Regions from separate parts of the Mus musculus genome. Here regions 1 and 3 are each linked to region 2. Evidence: chromatin contacts called from public Hi-C and HiChIP or PLAC-seq data. All regions are on one chromosome and are shown on one strand. The core of a region is the stretch at or near the end of the contact, and the rest is flanking DNA. Distances in the headings are between cores, read along the strand shown.

Region 1 (3,208 bases), core at 351-2,850, 35 kb before region 2:
CACGCCAGCCCTACTTTCTGTGGTTTACTGATGGCAAACAATGAAAATGACCCATCTCTCTCTCCTTTCCTCAAGCTTTGTTTGCCTTTTGATTGCCCCCTACCATTCACAGCACTTTGCTATGGTGCCTTATCCCTTATTCTCAACAGTCAACTTGGAGATAGAACTCAGAATGGATTAGTAGCAATTACTTGTAACATAACAGGAAGACTTTAGGGAACTCAGAAGATTGCCGATATTGGTGACTTTCCAAAGGTTTCTTCACCTTCAAAACTCTTCAGATTAAAACTCTAATTGGAACAGGTATATCGAAACTCCCACAAGCCAATGAAGAGATACAAGACACTAAACTGAAAGCACTGAAATGGGATAAAGAGGTGTACTGGCTGCTTTCACGTCAGCTTGACCCTGGGAGAGTCATCAGAGAGGAAGGAGCCTCAGTTGAGGAAATGCCTCTATGAGATCCAACTGTTATGCATTTTTCTCCATTAGTAATCAATGGGGGAGGTCCCAGCCCATTGTAGGTGGTGCTATCCTGGGATGGTGGTCCTGGGTTCTATAAGAAAGCAGGCTGAGCAAGCTATGGTGAGCAAGCCAGTAAGCAGCATCTTTCCATGACCTTTGCATCAGTTCCTGCCTCTATGTTTCTGCCTTGCTTGAGTCCCTATCCTGACTTTTTTCAATGGTGGGTCATAATCTGGAAGCATAAGCCAAATAAACCCTCTCCGCCCCAACTTGCTCTTTGGTTATGATATTTTCGTCAGAGCAATAGAAACCCTAACTGAGACAGGAGTGATGTGTTGATAGACTGTCTTAAGTGGGTAACAAGAGTGGTGCCTACAAAGGAGGCAGTAATCAGAAGCAAATTATACCAACATGACTCAAGTCTATGTGCCTTAAAATGGCAAAACGAAAGTAGAAGACAACCACAAATGTTGATGAGGGTGTGAGGCGACAGAGTCAGGACTTGCCAGTTTTACTACATCTGACCCACAGCCTATGTGGGTAGGCATCTGGCAATATTTAATGGCATTAGGAAGGGGTTACTCTATGACACAGCTACTCTATCAATGGGACTACCTAGAAAAACATTTCCCCAGTGAGTACACAAAGTGTATATATGAGATACATATACACTGTGGTGGTATCCATCACAGAAAAATGAGTAGGTAAAATATGGCACATTTATATGTTGAAATGCAAGTCCATGGTAGAGTGACTAACTGCTGTGTGATTTTTTTTTCTTCTGAGAAAATAAGAATAAACATCTTTTCTCCCCAGAGAGCTTAGTGACAACTGAACAAAGAAACAATTCCACACAGATCTATGTGTTGAAGCAGTGAGTTTATTAGGGTGACTTAAAGAGCGTGAGGGAGGTCGTTTACAGGGGTGTCAGTGACTCAAAGTCAATTATACTGCCAGAAAGTCATATTTGATTATCATAATGTTTTCCCTGTTCTGTCATTCCCAGTCCTCTCTCCGTTACCATGACTGGACTATATTTTATATGTCTCTAAATATGAAAATGTCTCTGCATATGCAAACAATCACCTCCTGTGTATGTTTTTGTTCACTCGTGTGGGCGTGATGACTCATGAAAAAGGCCTCCCTAGAGTTCCTGTCCATCCTGCAAGGAGCTGTACTTCAGAGCAGCCCACTCTCACCCGCAACTTATGTATGGCTTTTGCAACTCCACATGCAGCTTTGTGAATATCCTGTGTTTCATGAGCCTTGGAAATTTCTTTAGCTTTTTGATTTATGAAGCTCCCTCCTCCCTCTAGAATAGAGTGCTTGATTAGGAGAAAATAGACATGCAACACTATCTAAAGCTACATGGATAGAATGCTGAGTCATACCTTCAAGGCAGCTTCTTCTCTATCCTCTTGATCTTAGGTTAAATTTCTAAAAGTCTTTCCAATTTTGTGCTCCGATTACTCACTCTTTCTTTTCCATGAAAAAAAAAGCCCTATAATACTATATTCAACAACAAAGCATATTAGCCATTTCAGAGCATTTTTATTCATATAGAAAAAAAACTTACAAAAATGTCTTTTTATGGAGGTGCATTTTTAATGTATCTGAGTGAGAAAGTGGTGTCTTCCTTAATCTGCGGTGTTTTACCACGTTAAAGCTTTCCCTTTTTATATGGGTCAATGACAATGAATATAGAGAGAAATCTAACAACAGCTTAAGTAAATTCTCTAGAAATCGAAGAGCCCTTACTTGGACAACCAAAGCTGCTGCTGATGGTGGTAAGGGAGGTAGTATAGTAGACAGAGAAATCGAGTAAGAACTCATCTTGTGTCTATACAGCTGACTCATAGTGGCCTTTTGGCCTAAGTTCCTTTGGATCAGACTTTAATTTATTGAGAAAGGAACTCTTGAGATGAAAGAGAGAAAACATGAGAGAGGGAGAGAGAAAGGGAGGGGGGGCGGGAGAGGGAGAGGGAGGGAGGGAGGGGAGAGAGAGAGAGAGAGAGAGAGAGAGAGAGAGAGAGAGAGAGAGAGACTCCTTAGAGAAGTGTGGGCTCCATTTGCAAATTAAACAAAATGAAAAAAAGCACACAGTACCATAATGAAATCCATTCTGCACTTTGCTAGAGGAGCCCATTACTAGACACATCCATTCTACACTGTGCAAGAGGAGCCTTTACCATAGACACACCCATTCTGCCCTGTGCTAGTGGAGCCCTTTACCATAGACACATCCATTCTACACTGTGCTAGAGGAGCCCTTTTCCCCACTTAAGAGCCCATTGGGATTCAGCAGTGCTCATATCAGCCAATTACTATTTTGTCTATGAATAGGAAAATATGTGAATGGCCAGTGCAGTTGCAAAGGAAAACATTTGCATAACATCAGCCCTTCCTTGGTAGCATAATTAATCTTTTGGGATTATGCGTTTGTAAACATAATTTTTCAGAGCAGTGTCAAGAAAGTCCATTTTACCTATTGAAACACTCCAAGTCATAATTATAGCCAGCTATTGTTTATGGAGCACCCACTGAGCACCAGGCATCATACAAATCTGACTGGTGATCCTCACTGAAGCATTATAAAGTGACTTTTATACAAGAGTTCAAACTAGGAAGTTCAAGCCTGACAAGAGCAATTAGCATGTCCACAGAAATAAAGAATTCAAAACTTGACTGTTCATAGATTTCCATTCCTTATGTGTTACCCCCCACTGCTGTCATTGCTGACATC
Region 2 (2,943 bases), core at 212-2,711:
ATCAACAGTGGAAGCTGATACAGCTAATGGCTACTTAACATGCTACTTAACGTGTCATTCTTTATAATAAATGGTGTCCGTCCAGTCTTATCTCACCTAATTCTTAAAGCAGCCTATGAAGATGTAATGGTTATCCTATTCACATGGGTAAGTATGGCAGGGCCTGGATGTCCAGGTCTTACAAGGTAATGTGAGTTTTCAGTGATGAGAACTCAGGTAAGAAAATTAAAGGGGCCGATAGGACCACAGGCTGGGATAGAGGACAGTTCACCATTGTTCCTAGGGGTCCATAGGCCTCCTTAAGTGTGTGAATCACATGAACATTAAAACCACATCTGCCATTTGGTCTTGATAAACTAGACTTGGACTACAGCAGTCTTGTCTTGAAAACCCTAGTTCCAGTGGGGACATGGGTGAGGGTGAGGGCTAAGTCCCAGGACTCATCCCAGTCATTCCGGTCTGGCTAATAGCGAGTGCTCAAATTCTATTTGCCAAAAGGGAGACTCCCTCTCCCACTCCCATCTTCCTTGTACCCTGGGGCAATTCATTGTTTTCCTTCCCCCACATTCCGCATTTGGATTCCTATCTGTCTGAGAGCAGGTTGGCTCTCATTAAGGCACTATATGTTAAGTTGAATGAGCTGTTACCCAGGCAAACTAATTACCAAGGGCAAAGGTAAGGAGGATACTTGAGTGGTTAATTGGAAGTATCTATACGCGGCATGACTGGCACCCCTTCTTGATTCGCTGATTTTATCATTCTAGGCGACAAAGGACAGAAGGTACATTTTATATTTTTCCACCAAGCAAAGGTACTAAAGTTCTCGGGATGGACATTGGAAAGGCGCCCACAGACACGTTTTCGCCCGGGACACCGCCCTAAGATCAGAGTAGGAAGACTCCTTTCTCCTTGGATGCGCTTGGCAAGCCCTGCCCCTAAAGAGGGGCGGGGGTGGAGGTGGAGAAAGAAAGCGTCCACACCACGCGCGTCAGCCCGAGTACGGACTGGCAAGTGATCCGGGCGCGCGAACCTCTGCCATTTATTTATTTATTTTCTTCCCACCGGGTGCGCTGTCCCTTTAAATGGGAATGCTGCTGCTGCTGGCTCCGTAACACCGGAGCCGGCAGCTTGTTGATTTCAGCGCTGGTGAATTTCACATTGTTTCCACTTCACTTTCCTTGCCCCCGGGGAGGCTCGAGTCCACTCCCGGACGCCGCCACCGATCCCGGCAGGACTCGAGGAGGGCAGGGGCCCGCAGCGGCGCAGCGGGCGGGGGCGGGAGGACCGGGGGCCGGGGCCACACGCGCACCTCGCCGCAGTCGGGCTCCTCCCGCGAAGGAGCGCGGCCGCCCCGAGCGCAGCGCGGCGCGGGGCCCGTCCAGAAGCCAGCCCGCCCACGGGCCGGGCTGCCCAGCCGCGCCGGGAGGCCGGGGCGGGGTGGGGGGCGGGGGTGGGTGCCGCGGCCGCCGCGGAGCCGCCGCTCGGCGCGTTTTGCATGAAGATGGCGGCTCCCACCGCCAGCAAGGCAGCCTCCCTGGGCTGCAACAACAAGCCTGCCTTCCCGGAGCTGGATTTCAGGTCTGGAGCTCGGGTGGAGGAACTGAACAAACTCATCCAGGAATTCACCAGGCACGACCAGCGGGAATACGACGACCAGAGAGCGCTGGAGATCCACACTGCCAAGGATTTCATCTTTTCCATGCTGGGTAAGGAGAACGGGGAGGATGTGTGAGTATGCGTGTGTGCGCGGGTGTGATGGAGCGGGTGGAAGCTATGGTCCCCGCTCTGGCGTTTGCCCGGGGTGTCACCCCTGGTTCCGTGAGGTCCCCTTTCCTCTCCACCGCCAGCTCAGCTGCCCCCTCCGCTCCTGCCTGCTGCGCTCGGCGCGGGGTGCCCCTCTCCTTCCCGATCGCCCGCTCTTTTGTTGGTTCCTCGGCCGCGGGGCTGGCGGGCAGGTGAGGCGGCGGCGGGAGACGCCTCCCGGCTTGGGGAGTCCCCAAGCGGCTCCGGCCGGCTGACACCGGCTCTCCTGCAACCCCGGGCGGCCGTGGTGGAGGCCGACCCGTGCTGGAGCGACAAGTTGCTTCTGTCGTGGTTGCGGCGCGGCGCTGTCACGCCGAGCCCCGGGTGGCCAAACTTGTTGGGTGTTCCAGAGTAACCCGCGGAAGTAGTCCGGGCGCCCGGAGTTGCCTCCAACTTTGATTTGCAAATCGACTTCCCTTTGAAGGGGTCGGAAGCATTTCCGGTGCTTCTCCGGGTTGTTGCTGAGCTGGAATTCCTAATTCCTTGCTTGAACACGACCAAGCTCAGAGCTCTGGCCGCGGAGGAGCGCTGTCCCCCTCGTCTTTGTGTATTGTCCTACTGATGGCTAAGAGGTGCTCAAGTTTCCCACTCTGGGCAGCCCTGGGTTAGAAAAATTTCTCCCACCGTATCCCCCAGCTCTTCACCGACGGGTCTGGAAAGATGAAGAAAAATAATGGGTTCCGGGGATCCAACCCTATCCCTGGCGTCCTGCGGTGGGATTATTGCTTCTGAGTTGTAGAATGAGCATCCGCTGCTGGGAGCCTCGAGTGTGTAGCGCTGTCATGCAGCAGTGGTGGCCCCGTGGTTTACATTCAGCAGGGCTGGACTGGAGGAGCCTTGCTCTCCAAAGGTTTCCACAGTCAATTTTTCAGATAGTGGTAATTGTGATTGACAAAGGCCTTTTAACTACAGGACAGAGTCTTTGCATTCTCTTGGGATCTAACGAGATTGCACTGTTGTTTCTTCCTACCTTATTCCCTCCAGATACCTTTTCTTGCCTCTCTTAGCTCAAGTCGAAGTGATACCGATTGAATGTGGTCCACTGGTCCTCTGAAGAATTAAGCAAGTTGGATGGGCCGTGTTAAACGCGGGAGTATGTTTTCTTTCTCCTGCTCACTCCACACGTATATTCTAGGTATT
Region 3 (3,203 bases), core at 15-2,514, 44 kb after region 2:
TCCTTTCAGTTGGGGGGCAAGGGAGCTTCATGTTTCTGAAGATGCCACTTCTGGCCTCCTCTCTGTTCTTCTAGTTCCAGTATCTGGAGTATGGTTTCCTCCGAGCTGAGGACCTTCTGGGCTCTTTATGACTTGGGACGAATTATTTTGCAAAATGAGGCTAACAGGCACATGAATGTAGAACATTGTTTTTGTAAAGCCCAACCAACCTCATTTTTGAAGAAACTCCATTTTGTATGAGACTAGGGGCTAAACTCCAGTTCCAGGAGGGAAATTACAGAGTCGTCCTGAACAAGTCTCTGATGTCAACCCATCCTCCATAGCAACAGCCTGTCAGGCTACAGTAGCGGGGGTCAGGGAACATAGGGATAATTTAAGACATCCTGCAGAGAATAGATAACTTAGCCATCCTGTTTGTCAGGAGGTTTTGTCCCAGTGTTCGGTTCCTGCAGATTACGCCAGAAATGCAGTTTTTAAAATATTAACTTACTGACCTGTATCTTACCGGGATTGTTTCTGGGAAGACTGTTTCCAGAGACTCTGGCAGCTACTGATGGGGGCGGGGCACTGGAGAGGGCTAGGGTTTGGGTGCAGCTGCAGGTCAACCACTGAAACACCTCCAAGTCTGATGTAACCACAAACAAAACAAAACAAAACAAAACAAAACAAACAAGAAGCCCTGAATCCCTAGATTCAGGACTCTTACTCTGACCCTCCGGGACAGGGAGAGTCTGAGAGACCCAGCTTGCGAGCTCGGAATAAAGACCCTTTGTGTTTTACATCGGAAGTGGCTCCTCAGTAGCCTTTGGGTACCTGTAGCTTGGGTCCGTGCAGTGTTCGTTGAGGTCCATTTTTCAGAGGGGAAGCTGTGGCCGAGGGAAGTCAATTGCCTTGGCTCAGTAAGTTGTCTTGTGTGCCCACTGTGTTCCGCCTCTGCTTGTCTGCCCCAGTGCTCTCTTCTCCAAACCACTTAGCACTTTAGAAATCATTAGCTTCAGCCATTTATCCAGCGGCCTGCTTTTGTTAACAGAATAAAGGACGAGAAATAAGCAGAATTGGCGTGTGCAATCTTTCTCCCTAGAATATTGATCGAGTCCCTCCGTCATGCCCGTGGATTTATTTCAGATGTGTCTGAGGCACCTGGGAGACTCTGCTGCCCTCCTACAGAGGGACATGAGTGGAAAAGGTTGCCCTGTCCCTTGCTTTCTCCCCCAACCTTGGTCCTGTCTCCGCACTCCTCCTGGGTGGTGCTTTCTGAGCTGGCTCCTGGGCAGGCTGGCACCGTGCAGGGCCTAGCCTAGCTGTGCACAGTCAGCAGCTGTCTGCCTGCCGAGACCATGCTACTTGCATTTACTATGCCGGCTGGATTATATTTTATCTCAGTTTCTGTGAAGTGCAGAGGCATCCTGTGCCTTGCTTCTCAGTTGCCACCGTCAGTAACCTATGGCCTTTATTTGTGAGGACTTTTGTCCCTTTGAAATGTGTTTGTTTCCTAGATCCGTCTTCACAATATTAAGGAAGGTAGTAAATAAAATGACTTATGAGAAAGAAGACCTACAGAGCCAACTAACCTGGGCCCATGGGGGACTGGAGAGACTGAACCACCAACCAAAGAGCATGCATGGACTGGACCTGGGCTCCCTACCCATATAGAGCACTTGCATATAGCTTAGTCTTTCTGTGGGTTCCCTGACAACTGGAACAAGGGCTGTCTCTGACTTGGACTCTGTTGCCTGCTTCTGGATCCCTTTCACCTGTCTGGACTTTCTTGTCTGGTCTCAGTGGAAGAGGATGCACTTAGTCCTGATGCAATGTGATGTGCCAGGGTGGGAGGGTGGGTATCTAGAAGGAGGAGTGGGAAGCAGGGGATGAGGGGTTAGGAGGGGAGGGAGGAGGGGGTCTGTGATCAGGATGTAAAGTGAATAGATAAATTAATAGAAAGAAAGGAGGAGAGAGGAGAAAAACAGTCTTCTACATTAGGGTGAGTTTCTGTCCAGGGGTTTGTGGCATGTCTGGACCTGAGGTGGCAGATCCTGGTCTGCTGTGCTGGAGAAGGCCCGCTGCCCTTTCTGGGCATGTCAAGGCAGAGTCGGGAGTGAAAGGAGAGGCATGGCTTTGGCTCAGAGAACCGCTATGCTGGGAGAGGAACCGCCCTATCGATCCATGGGCTTCCAGGAGTCATCCTAACCTTTAGCAGAATATTGTCCTCCATCAGGGCCTATGTAACTTAGGTCATCCCCAGATGGATTCTTCCTGATCCCCTCTCCCTCCCCACCCCCACCCCCACCCCCAGTTATGCAGTCTAAGGAGCAGTCTAAGGGCCACAGAGGTTGCCACAAGTTTCAGGCTCTCTATTCTGCATTCTTGGCTCGAGTCTCATTGAAACCGTCTTTCAGCCATGCAGCCCCCTTAGTAGTGTTTTCTAGCCCCTAATTTTTTTTCACATTGTCCCCTCCACCCTTGATGCCTCATCTGGTCCCACCTCTCATCTTTATCTGTTTTTCCCCCTGAATACCACCCATCATTTAAGGACAAATGTCATCTAATTTCCCTTTTTAATTGATTTTTTCCCTCTCCACATCCTAATGTGTCTGGGGTTCTGAGCTTGGGCCTGGTATCCCTTCCTGTGGTCCTCACCTTCTGCTGCAGGAAGACAGGAGGAAATGTACCTACAGAGGGTCGGCTAGTAGAGCAGGGGCTGTTGTAACTTTGAGCATGCCGGCCCAGGAGGAGGCTGGCTGGTGCATGGCTCGTCTCTGTGCTTAATTTGTATTTGGGGAGTGAATTTCATTGCCCAGGCTTGTTTGATTGCTCTGCTCAGTGAGATGAAGCTAGATTTATTCTGAACTGTATACTGTCGCGCAAGGATCAATCCGGGATCCCTCTGGGTCCGTGGTCTTACTGGGGATGGTGCTGGGGTCTGCTGACACGCTTTGTCTGTGGAGATTGTAATGCCTGTGGGAAGAACCGAGGCCAGAAGCCCACGCTGGAAGGGTTAAAGAGCGGTTTCCCTTTGGGTCTTCCATAGTTCTGGGCAGCCAAGGGCTGCTTTTGGCAAATGTTGGAGGCACCTGTTCAGAAATCTGTATCGACTTCTACAGTGGCATCTAATGAGTTCTGACTGACTGCATGTTCCCCGACTTGCCAGTGGCCCTTTAAAGTCCATCTTGCCCGTGGAATTGGCAGGCTCGTTTAATTGTCTA

Evidence for each region. Hi-C and Micro-C count contacts between places; a contact is called where the count stands out from the background. HiChIP or PLAC-seq counts read pairs in DNA pulled down with a chosen protein or histone mark.
Region 1: a KLF4 HiChIP or PLAC-seq map of embryonic fibroblasts shows a contact between it and region 2, with 15 read pairs. The contact joins the enhancer-like site here to the promoter of Mb21d2 in region 2. A contact is called at or near these places in 2 of 39 promoter capture datasets (the C10 cell line and liver), 2 of 484 Hi-C or Micro-C datasets (liver and nephron progenitors), 5 of 115 datasets of contacts at active chromatin or transcription factors (bone marrow-derived macrophages, embryonic fibroblasts and embryonic stem cells) and 2 of 9 other capture datasets (adipose tissue and liver).
Region 3: a contact with region 2 is called in a Hi-C map of liver, with 2.6 times the contacts expected there. The contact joins the enhancer-like site here to the promoter of Mb21d2 in region 2. A contact is called at or near these places in 2 of 39 promoter capture datasets (both in liver), 1 of 15 datasets of contacts at CTCF or cohesin (the NIH/3T3 cell line), 24 of 484 Hi-C or Micro-C datasets (the 3T3-L1 cell line, the HL-1 cell line, the N1E-115 cell line and 11 more), 13 of 115 datasets of contacts at active chromatin or transcription factors (SST interneurons, embryonic fibroblasts, embryonic stem cells and 7 more) and 3 of 9 other capture datasets (adipose tissue, macrophages and pancreatic islet).

The regions. Positions count from the first base shown.
Region 1 is chr16:28,962,658-28,965,865 of GRCm38.p6, reverse strand. No RefSeq gene overlaps it. Among named protein-coding and RNA genes, the nearest start is that of Mb21d2, 35 kb to the right of the region's middle. Within about 2 kb of position 1,600, at least 32 of the 459 cell types and tissues checked have an H3K27ac peak or open chromatin away from gene starts, as enhancers often do. A contact at or near this core is called in embryonic fibroblasts, where this site is marked.
Region 2 is chr16:28,928,216-28,931,158 of GRCm38.p6, reverse strand. It overlaps Mb21d2 (Mab-21 domain containing 2), which reads left to right and starts at 1,461. Exons shown (of 2, transcript NM_177718.3): 1 at 1,461-1,706. The coding sequence starts at 1,496.
Region 3 is chr16:28,883,757-28,886,959 of GRCm38.p6, reverse strand. All of the region lies in intron 1 of Mb21d2 (Mab-21 domain containing 2), which reads left to right. Among named protein-coding and RNA genes, the nearest start is that of Mb21d2, 44 kb to the left of the region's middle. Within about 2 kb of position 1,264, at least 30 of the 459 cell types and tissues checked have an H3K27ac peak or open chromatin away from gene starts, as enhancers often do. A contact at or near this core is called in SST interneurons and liver, where this site is marked.